2 separate regions of the Macaca mulatta genome follow, and region 2 is linked to region 1. A link is a contact called in public Hi-C data. All regions are on one chromosome and are shown on one strand. The core of a region is the stretch at or near the end of the contact, and the rest is flanking DNA. Distances in the headings are between cores, read along the strand shown.

What was found. A called contact is a pair of places that touch in the nucleus more often than the background predicts.
Region 2: a Hi-C map of fetal cortex germinal zone shows a contact between it and region 1, with 2.2 times the contacts expected there. The contact joins the promoter of IRS1 here to the enhancer-like site in region 1. A contact is called at or near these places in 2 of 14 Hi-C or Micro-C datasets (fetal cortex germinal zone and fetal cortical plate).

What each region holds. Positions count from the first base shown.
Region 1 is chr12:131,273,559-131,278,826 of T2T-MMU8v2.0, reverse strand. The region is part of intron 1 of LOC144333581 (a long non-coding RNA gene); the gene reads left to right. Among named protein-coding and RNA genes, the nearest start is that of NYAP2, 620 kb to the right of the region's middle. Within about 2 kb of position 2,021, at least 20 of the 40 cell types and tissues checked have an H3K27ac peak or open chromatin away from gene starts, as enhancers often do. A contact at or near this core is called in fetal cortex germinal zone and fetal cortical plate, where this site is marked.
Region 2 is chr12:132,063,101-132,068,550 of T2T-MMU8v2.0, reverse strand. It overlaps IRS1 (insulin receptor substrate 1), which reads left to right and starts at 3,292. Exons shown (of 2, transcript XM_015111186.3): 1 at 3,292-5,450. The coding sequence starts at 4,385.

The DNA of each region.
Region 1 (5,268 bases), core at 772-3,271:
TGTTATGAGATATGACTTATATCTCATTAAAACTCTATATAAGTAAGTTGTTTGTAAGGACAGACACGAACATTTATATCTTAAGTATATAATGAGTAACTCACAGTATATTTCTTCGATCAACTATGGGCATTGCCTTGGCAATTGGACATAGCTTAAGAATTGGTCTGAACCAAATATTGTTTTCTATGTAAAATTTACAAGTCCCAAAGTCCATCATAGCGTTGAATTTACATATCCAAGTACAATTAAATTTTTGGAGCAGACGTTGGACTAATACAGGATATGCTGATCTATGCTTTGGATTTGTCAGTAGATGGAATGTTGATCACGTAAATTCGGTCATCTGTAATTTTTAATAAAGTTTACTTGAAATGGACCAATAGTTTTAATAAAGTGTTTTCAATATAATTCAACAGTTATTAAATTATCAGACTACTATGGAGAGGAATGTATTTAAAAGTGCTGCTCAACACACATACACACATATTCTACCCATAAATGTAAAGCAAGTTTTCTTTAGCTTGTCAGTGTGCTGTGGATCTCATAGAGAAAAAATCAGCATAGCAAATGAAGATCATTTGAACTTCATTTGTGTACGTGCAGTACACTCACTGCCTGGCATTTTTCTTTCTTTCTTCTTGACAGAAGCTTTACAGAATAACAAAAAACATGGCTCCTTATTAGTGTCTGTTTTTCTCCATTGGAACATGAAATGATAATTCTAACATTCCTGGTCGTGGATATACGAATACACCTGCACACAGCTACTGAGATGTGATTGCTCTCACCCTGCTCCATCACCTAGCTGCTCGTGATGCAATTCGGGCTATCCTTAGAAGAAAACCCACTAACAGAAGCCACCCATAGGGTGGCAAAACCTTGTGACTCCTGTTAGGATTTGTGGTTCTTTCGGACAGAAAAATGCTCCTTAAACTGAAATCCTCTAGTGTCCAACAAATACAGCTGCACCATCGTTTTAGTATTCAGGATGCCAAGTAAGTATCTCCCTAAGCACACAAGTCTATTTGAGGAAGCACACATGTACTCGTAGACACACTTCTACAGTCATGATCCTCTGCTGCTGCCAGTGTCTCAAGCATCATTCCTTTCCTCTCAGGAGACACAGGGGACCAGAGAGAGGGAGAGCTGAGATTTCAGCCTCTTTCAGTCTTGGTATGCAGGCACAGGCACTGTAAGAATGTGGTAGGTTGGGCTAAAGCTATTTGTTTGCTAGATTTCTCAGAGTTCAATGAGATCATTTTTGTCATTTTCCCTGTGCTCCCCTGTATTTTCCAAAGATCTGCCAGCTTCCAACAACACTCTCTTTCTTCCCATTGGAAATGGAAACGAGTTCTCTCCCGGAATTTTCCACTTAACAGTTCCCCCTTCCCTAGCTGGGGCCTCAGCGCACCAGCCTGTAATGCTGTATTTCTTTCCACTGCAGTTTGACATTTTTGAGCCAGCACAATGAGTTGTATTCAGTCATTCTAAGTCCCCCTCCTTCTACATTATCTTTTTTTCTTTAATAATGCATACTTTCGAGCAATTTCAGAAAGAGAGCAAAGGCTTTTAAGCAACATTACATTTAATTAGTTATGTCACTGTCATCGAATCACCAGAATCCTTTGAGTCATCCCTGCCACCTTTCCCCCCACCCACACACCTCACCCCATAATTTTCCCGTCTCCCAGCCCCCTTCCCTGTCCTTCTGGTATGTACATTAAAGATAAACCTCATGGTCCATATACTTTGCTTGCAATTGTTTGCCTTTGCGAATCATTTCCTTTAAATAATATTTACAAACTATATATCACTGCCTGACACGATGATAAGAGGGCACATAGATTGCTTATAATCTCAGCTGTAAACAAGAAACGGGGACGTGAGCTTGGAAATGTGTTCCAGGTCCTGTCTGGACGCAGCCGCATTTGCAAATGCGCGCAGCTGAGCCGGAGCTGGGTCGCACCCGCAGCCTCGCTCCCAAACACTGCAGCCGGAGACCAAAATGCAAGTCCAGGGCGTCTGCAGGGCAATCCCAAGTCCCCGAAGGGGGAAGGGAAGCGGAGGCATTGGGGAAGGTGGGTGTGCGTCAGCAAAACCTTGCATCCAGAGGAAAACAATGCTCGCCTTCCCGAAAGCAAACGGCAGAACCTGCGAACACAGATGCCTGTGGGATCCGGGCTCCCGGGCGGCGGGGGAGAGGGAGCCGGGTGCAGGGGCGGGGCGGAGCCTCCCCTGTCTGGCCGGGTGGTAGCTTCTCAGACAGCGAGGGCCCAGGGGGTTACGCCGGCACAGTGGAGGGTGTCTCAAAAGGAACTGGGATTCTGCAGAGAGGGGAGGAGGGAGGAAGAGGGGGATTTGTTCAAACTGGGAGGGTGGGCCCCAGGAAAAAAAGAAGAAAAAGAAGAAATAGATTAATGCTTTGCAGGACACCTAGGGTATTTCTTTCAGGGGGTATTACTTCCACTTTTAGGCAGGAACAAGAGCTGGGAGGAAAACAGCAGCAAGGGCTGACAGCTCCAAGGTGATCAAAGGGGACTGCGTGAACGGCTTGCTCTGCCAGCCGTTTATTAGAAAGAGAGGGGTGCTCCTGGGCCACGCTGGCGGGGAAGAGGGATTAAGATCAAATAGAAAGAGATCGGCCTGACTCCTTTATGCAGGAGAAAAATGCGCGCATATATATTTATATATTTATATGTTTACATGTATATTTACATTCAAAGAATGCTGTCCACTACAAGATCCACTCCTTCCCATAGGCCCCCACCCCACCCCACACACACAGACGCGCGCGCTCCTCACACATGTAAAGAAAGGAAATTCCATCCTTTCTTTCCAAATGTTGTCACTTCTGCTGTCTCAGTGCTTGAAATATCACATGATGAATTATCCACTGGAGAACATTTTTATGCAGAGGCACCCCCACTTTGGGGAACGCTAACTTTGTGTGAGTCTGATTTACCTCAGAAATAAAGTTTAAGGCACTCCTGGCATTTGGAAAGAACCTCTCTTTCTATAGATAACAGGGCAAAGTGTTAAAATGCAGGTCACTGGTGCGAGAGATATCCTGTTGTAAAAACGGTGACCTCCAGAAGTTTTGGGAAGGATGGCAGTGGAGCCATCTACATATAGAAAGAACACAGGTGTTGCTCTCACAACCAACGCATGAGAATGGTAGGTAGGCAACTGCCCAGCATATATCATGCAGTTTCTTCCCTAGTGAGATATGATCTTTATACCTAGAAATGCAATAAAGTTATTAAGGGGCCTGAATGGAATGAGAAAGACCTTCTCGATGATAATGACTTTATTCTGCCTAAGCGTCGGTTACTCTCTCCTCTCTAAGACTTTTTATCAGTTACAGCTTTACAAGAAAAAGAAAAAAAAACCAGCAGCAACAAGCAAACTAAATTTTAACCAAATTCACACTTTGAAATCTCCACACCCTAAATCTTACATTTAATCATAAAGTGTTAAATTTTAATGTATTCTTTTAACACAGCACTAGCATTTTGTCAAAAATAGGCATAGCCAGGAAATTCTGAAGCTTTTCTTACAATTAGAACACGTGTGCTTTGTTTTTCCGTTAAGAAGTCTTTAACTTTACTGTTTTCTCCAATATTAGGAAGGTTTTTAATATCTATTGTTTATTTTTCCAATTATATAAGAACATATTTTTATCATAGAATATTTACATAATGTAGGGTTATACACATGAAACAATGAAAATCTCATCTGGATTCCCACTTTCCCAAATGATTCCCTTCCCCAGAAGTAAATTCATATTTCCGCACTATAGTATTCATCTAACCCTTATAAAATTCATCCAGCCCTTGTAAATATTTTTATATGCATATATGTATATATGCAATCATATAAATTTTAAAAGCCTACAAATTCAATCATACTATATGTTTTATTCTGCAAAGTGATTTTGTTCACTTACTACACCAAAGAGATCTTTTTAAAAAAATCAAGACCTATAAATCTATCTCATTTTTGACTGGTGTATAACATTTCATGATTTATTATTACATTATTGATACATAATTAGGGTATTTCCAGTTTTTTGTTATTATAAATAATACTGAAACTGACATTCTTAGGTACACATCTTTGACCATACGTGCTAGTAATTTTATAGACTAGACTGTATTGAAATTGATAAGTGAAAGGATATATGCGTTTTAAATTTATGGATACTACCAAAGTAGTCTCACAAAGAGCAAAAACAATTTATATTCCACCAAATTGTCTATGACTAGACTGCTGTTTTGCACAGTCTCTCAATCACTATTTATTATCAATTAAAAAATGTTTTGTCAATATTTTGTAAAAAAAAAAAAATACCAAAACTTGTTTTCTCACTTTCCTTTTTAAATTATTACTGAGGTTGAACAAGTCTTACTTTGTGTTTTTTGTTTGTTTGTTTTGAGTTGCCTGTTTACGTATTTGCCCCATTTTTTCTTTGGATCTTTCTTTTTCTTCATGATTCTAAGAAATCCTTTACATAAAATGAACACCTTTGTTCCTTTTACTTAGTGTAATTGTTTCTCTTAGCCTATTGTTTATCTTTTAACTTGGATTATGGAAACTTCATCATAGGGACATTTGAATTTTTATGTAGCCAAGTCTGTCAGCAATTTCTTTTATAGACTCCAGGTTGTGTCCTGATTAAAATTTAATAAAGAACATGTACTTTTATCTTCTATTCCAGATGGCAGATAAGCTGTCTAAACTGTTTCTATTTCTTTAGGACCATTCTACATTAAAATAAGTGTACACTGTATCAATTAGTCAGTAGGGTACTACATTCATTTGTTCTTTTTAGCAAAGCACTGGTTACATCTTCCCCTGTACTAAACTAAGACTTTGCCTGTAGATAGACCCCAAAAATGTCTGTGGATTGTAGAGGGAAGAAAAAGCATCAAAATAATGGCTTATTAAGTGAATTAACACAGAAATAGAAGACCAAATACTGCATGTGTTCACTTATAAGTGGGAGCTAAACATTGGTTACATATGGACAAAAGGATGGGAACAATAGAAACCAGACTACTGAATGAGGGAGATGGGGGCAGGGAGGTAAGGGCTGAAAAACTACTTATTGTGTACTATGCTCACTACCTGGGTGACAGAATTATTTGTACCCCAAATTCAGCATCACACAACATACCCATGTAACAAACGTGCACATGAACCCCCTATTCTAAAATAAAAGTTGAAATTATTTTTTTAAAAGAAAAACAGTTTATCAAATAAAAG
Region 2 (5,450 bases), core at 2,043-4,542, 790 kb before region 1:
TAAATTGCCAAAATTAATTCTAAGAGATGCCGGTATTTAAACAGCTCTTCCAGTTATGACCCATACATCTTAAGGAAAACATATGTTTTGATACAAGCAGTGTTTTATAATTTTGAAATGTTTAGTTTTACATCTACCCAACTCAAGCCCTTTACAGATATATGTAATAATCTATAAATTTTGCATTATTTTCCTGGTAGTATCATACATAAACCAATAATTCAATTTTAAAGCTAGTTGTAGAGGTATTGCCCCAAAGTGCATCCATAGCATGTAAACTCTTAACTCCTTTAATTAGTATTGTATTAGTGACATCAACATAGCTGTTGCAATGTTGTGATGAATCACTATTTTAGCCCTCTTTTAAAATGCACCTTAGCGTATTACGCAAATCGGCTCTAACTCTCCTATAGATGGCAGCATCGAGCAACAGATTTTGGTAACAGCTTGTTCTTCTGTTCGTGAATTTTCAGTGAGGAGAAAATTTTCCATACAGTGTATTTCATTACAATACACCAAAAGACTAATTTAGCTTAGGTGACAGAATAATATTCATACCTGCTCAGCATTACTTCAGTGAGTTCCCATAAACGCGTCTTTTTCTATTCTATATATTACATGAACCAAATGTAAATGCATTTCCAGTTAGCCCATTAATTTAAAAAAATGTAGAGAACAATTGAATTTACTGTAGTATAATTATAACAAATGTTAACCACCTTTAAATTGGTAGTAAAACATCAGCAAGTAGAAAAATGGCACTAATATCCTATGATCAGTGACTATCTTCCATAGGAAACCCATGGGTCTGAACATAATTTGTCACAGCAGTGCGGTTTATTTCATAATTTTATCGAATATTTAGCAACTGAAATTGTGTTTTTTAAAGCAGAAATGCTTTAACACTGAGAGATATATTTTTAAAACGGTTTATTATCATAATTAGCTTTTTATGATCAAAATCCTTCCTATGAAGATAATTGTAAAATACATGCAAATAAATTTTCCAACCCTCCCCTCCTTCTAGAAAAGAGTATTTTTTCCCCCATAGAGGTACAGTACCTTTATTTAGCTTTGTTTTGGTGGGGAAGGGGGGAGGTTGGAGGGATGAAGGTAGGGACCGGGCCATTTGAAAAGTAAATGTGTATAGATTTGATTTGTTGTCTTACAAAACGTTAAATACTCCACTACCCCCATCGCAGCGCTAAACATCAAACCTGTAAAAAGCCCTTTGGCCTTATCTGGATTACATTTTTACTAGTAAACAACCCTTTTATCATCTCTCTTTTTTCTTGTCTAGGGTAAAACCAGGCACACAGTTACACTTTTCCACCAACTTCAGGCGTCTCTATTCTTCACCTCCCTGCCCCACCCTCCATAAGGCACTCTATACCCCCAGAATTTCGGTCACTGTGAGTGCCGCCTCGCTTCCATTTCCAAATATCTGCTATTAATAGCCTTGCTATAGTGGGCACGTGTGCCCACATCACCAAGCTGTCAGAGGAAAAGGAGGGAGGGCTTTCAATTCAACATGTGTACTCAAATTATAGATTAACCAGGTTTAGATGAGGCTGCAGAACGACCGGGAACAGGAAGGAGAGAGGAGAAACGGGAGGCTCCCAGGCTTGGGTAGGGAGGAGCCCCTCTGCAGATGCCCAATCCCCCTAATTTACGTATCGCACGCCTCTGAATGGCGCTCATGGTTCTTTTTCTCCTTCATCATCATCATCTTCTTCTTTTTCTTTTTCTTTTTTTACTACGCTTTGCAACCTACCTTGGTACCCTCAACCCTTCTCCCCCACCTTCCCTCTGCAGTGCAAGGCTTGAAAAACAGGCCATCCCACCAATCAGCAGGCCGCCCAGGGAAACTCGCCCCGCCCCTCAGCCCGCATTGGGCCGAGGCGCGCTCCCCCGCGGCCCGGAGGGTCCGGGCCACTGAGCATGCCCAGCGCCTGGACTGCAGAGTGCCCCGCCAACATCCCGCAGTGCTTGGAAGCCCCAGGCCGAGGAGGGTCTCGTAGTAGTAAATGGGCGGCAACCCCAAACGGGCCGGGCATCAAAATGAGACAGCATTAAACCGAGTGACATCTGTGTGGGTCCTTAGTGCCAGGCGAGCAAGCAGGGACAAACTGCTTGTTTATAGGTCAGCTTAAAAAATAAAAAAACTTTGGGGAACATTTGCTTGTGGGGAGACTGATACCGCAAGGTGACCCTGAAAGGGGCGCTTCAAGGAGACCCAGGCTGCTGATCTGGTCCATTCATGAAGTACCCATTTTCCTGTACAGTTGAGCTGGCACCATCCTTGTTTTCTCCCTATTATCCTTGTGGTCAAGGTTAAAAATTTATAGGGTGGTTCAATGGGTGTGGGAGCTGTGTGTGAAAAAAACATTTCAGCCAATATTTGCACAGTAGGGTTTTGGCCTTATGAACCCTCTGAAGGTCCCTAACAGCTTTTTAAAGTCACGGATAGACTTCGGAATATGATAAGGGACCTCTCATTTCCCCTCCCCCATGCCCTCAGCCTTATGTGTGAATCCCCCCTCACTCGGATGGGCAAGGGGAGCAGGAGAAACGGTGATATTTACATTTTCTCCCTAATTGATCAGCAGCTAATCCCACAGCGCCGGATGTGAGACACTTCCTGGGGATCCCTGTTCTCCTTTTGCAGTGACCATAACTGCTCCGAGTCACTGCCCTTCGGCGTCCCTCTGTGCCTTCCAGGTACCTCACGGCAGCAAATCTGGGGATCCCAAGGTGGAGGGCTGGCCCAGAAGTCCTTTAGAAAACCTTACAAAAATACAGATCCCTCACCATGGCCTATCGCCCTGAAGCCGAAATGTAGCTTTTAAATTTCCTGGGAGAAAAAGCCTTGACTAGAAACCTTCCTCCCGTGGGTAAGTCTTACCTGCTAGGTAAGAGGCAGCCCAGCTCCCGCGCCCCCGCCTTCCCCCGGTCTCCCACTCGGGGCTCTGTAGCCGCAGTGCCCCCCCCGTCGCCCCCCACCCTCACTCCTGCGTCTTCTCGAGCTCGCCCCCTCCCGTTTTCCCAGACTCCCCTCGTGCGTTCGGGTAGCCACCCAAACACCCCCGCCCGCGCCCACCGCGGGGATTCCTGCGGGCCGGGGGCGCCCTGGGTGGCGCGCGGTGAGGGAGGCGCTGCGCCTGGGCTGGCGGCCGCGCAGGGGCGCTGTCCTAGCGCTGCGCCGGGGCTCGGCGCGGGCGCCGCTGCAGTACGGCCGGGGGGCGGAGAGGGGCGGGCGCGGGGCGGGCTCGGCCCGGAATGTAGAGACCCGGGCGGGAGCCTCCCGGCGGCGGCGGCTGCCCGGCTGCCGAGCGCGGAGGCTCCGTCACGTGTTTTTCTCCTCCGAGTGAGACGGCGGCGCGGTCGGAGGGGGCCGGCGCGCAGAGCCAGACGCCGCCGCTTGTTTTGGTTGGGGCTCTCGGCAACTCTCCGAGGAGGAGGAGGAGGAGGAGGAGGGAGGAGGGGGGAAGTAACTGCAGCGGCAGCGCCTCCCTAGGAACAGGCGTCTTCCCCGAACCCTTCACAAACCTCCCCCATCGCCTCTCGCCCTTGTCCCCTCCCCTCCTCCCCTGCCGACTGGAGCGAGGGGCAGGGATGAGCCTGTCCCTCCGGTCGGTCCCCAGCTGCACTGGCTGCCCGGTAGCGTTTCGCATGGAAAAGCCACTTTCTCCGCCCGCCGAGATGGGCCCGAATGGGGGCTGCAGAGGACGCGCCCGCGGGCGGCGGCAGCAGCAGCAGCAGCAGCAACAGCCGCAGCGCCGCGGTCTCTGCGATTGAGCTGGTATTTGGGCGGCTGGTGGCGGCTGGGACGGTTGGGGGGTGGGAGGAGGCGAAGGAGGAGGGAGAACCCCGTGCAACGTTGGGACTTGGCAACCCGCCTCCCCCTGCCCAAGGATATTTAATTTGCCTCGGGAATCGCTACTTCCAGAGGGGAACTCAGGAGGGAAGGCGCGCGCGCGCGCTCCTGGAGGGGCACCGCAGGGACCCCCGACTGTCGCCTCCCCGCACCGGACTCCAGCTGGGGCGACGAGAGATGCATCTTCGCTCCTTCCTGGTGGCGGCGGCGACTGAGAGGAGACTTGGCTCTCGGAGGATCGGGGCTGTCCTCACCCCGGACGCACTGCCTCCCCGCCGGGCGTGAAGCGCCCGAAAACTCCGGTCGGGCTCTCTCCTTGGCTCAGCAGCTGCGTCCTCCTTCAGCAGCCCCTCCCTGGCGCGGGGGGCGGCGTGGATTTCGGAGTCGGGGTTTCTGCTGCCTCTAGCCCTGTTTGCATGTGCGGGGCCACAGCGAGGAGCCTCCGCCCCCCACCCGGTTGTTTTTCGGCGCCTCCCTCTGCTCAGTGGCGGTGGCGGCGGCAGCAGCATGGCGAGCCCTCCGGAGAGCGATGGCTTCTCGGACGTGCGCAAGGTGGGCTACCTGCGCAAACCCAAGAGCATGCACAAACGCTTCTTCGTACTGCGCGCGGCCAGCGAGGCTGGGGGCCCGGCGCGCCTCGAGTACTACGAGAACGAGAAGAAGTGGCGGCACAAGTCGAGCGCCCCCAAACGCTCGATCCCCCTTGAGAGCTGCTTCAACATCAACAAGCGGGCTGACTCCAAGAACAAGCACCTGGTGGCTCTCTACACCCGGGACGAGCACTTTGCCATCGCGGCGGACAGCGAGGCGGAGCAAGACAGCTGGTACCAGGCTCTCCTACAGCTGCACAACCGTGCCAAGGGCCACCACGACGGAGCTGCGGCCCTCGGGGCGGGAGGTGGCGGGGGCAGCTGCAGTGGCAGCTCCGGCGTTGGTGAGGCTGGGGAGGACTTGAGCTACGGTGACGTGCCCCCAGGACCCGCGTTCAAAGAGGTCTGGCAGGTGATCCTGAAGCCCAAGGGCCTGGGTCAGACAAAGAACCTGATTGGTATCTACCGCCTCTGCCTGACCAGCAAGACCATCAGCTTCGTGAAGCTGAACTCGGAGGCAGCCGCCGTGGTGCTGCAGCTGATGAACATCAGGCGCTGCGGCCACTCGGAGAACTTCTTCTTCATCGAGGTGGGCCGTTCTGCCGTGACGGGGCCCGGGGAGTTCTGGATGCAGGTGGATGACTCCGTGGTGGCCCAGAACATGCACGAGACCATCCTGGAGGCCATGCGGGCTATGAGCGATGAGTTCCGCCCTCGCAGCAAGAGTCAGTCCTCGTCCAACTGCTCCAACCCCATCAGCGTCCCCCTGCGCCGGCACCATCTCAACAACCCCCCGCCCAGCCAGGTGGGGCTGACCCGACGATCTCGCACTGAGAGCATCACTGCCACCTCCCCGGCCAGCATGGTGGGCGGGAAACCAGGCTCCTTCCGCGTCCGCGCCTCCAGTGACGGCGAAGGCACCATGTCCCGCCCAGCCTCGGTGGATGGCAGCCCTGTGAGTCCGAGCACCAACAGAACCCACG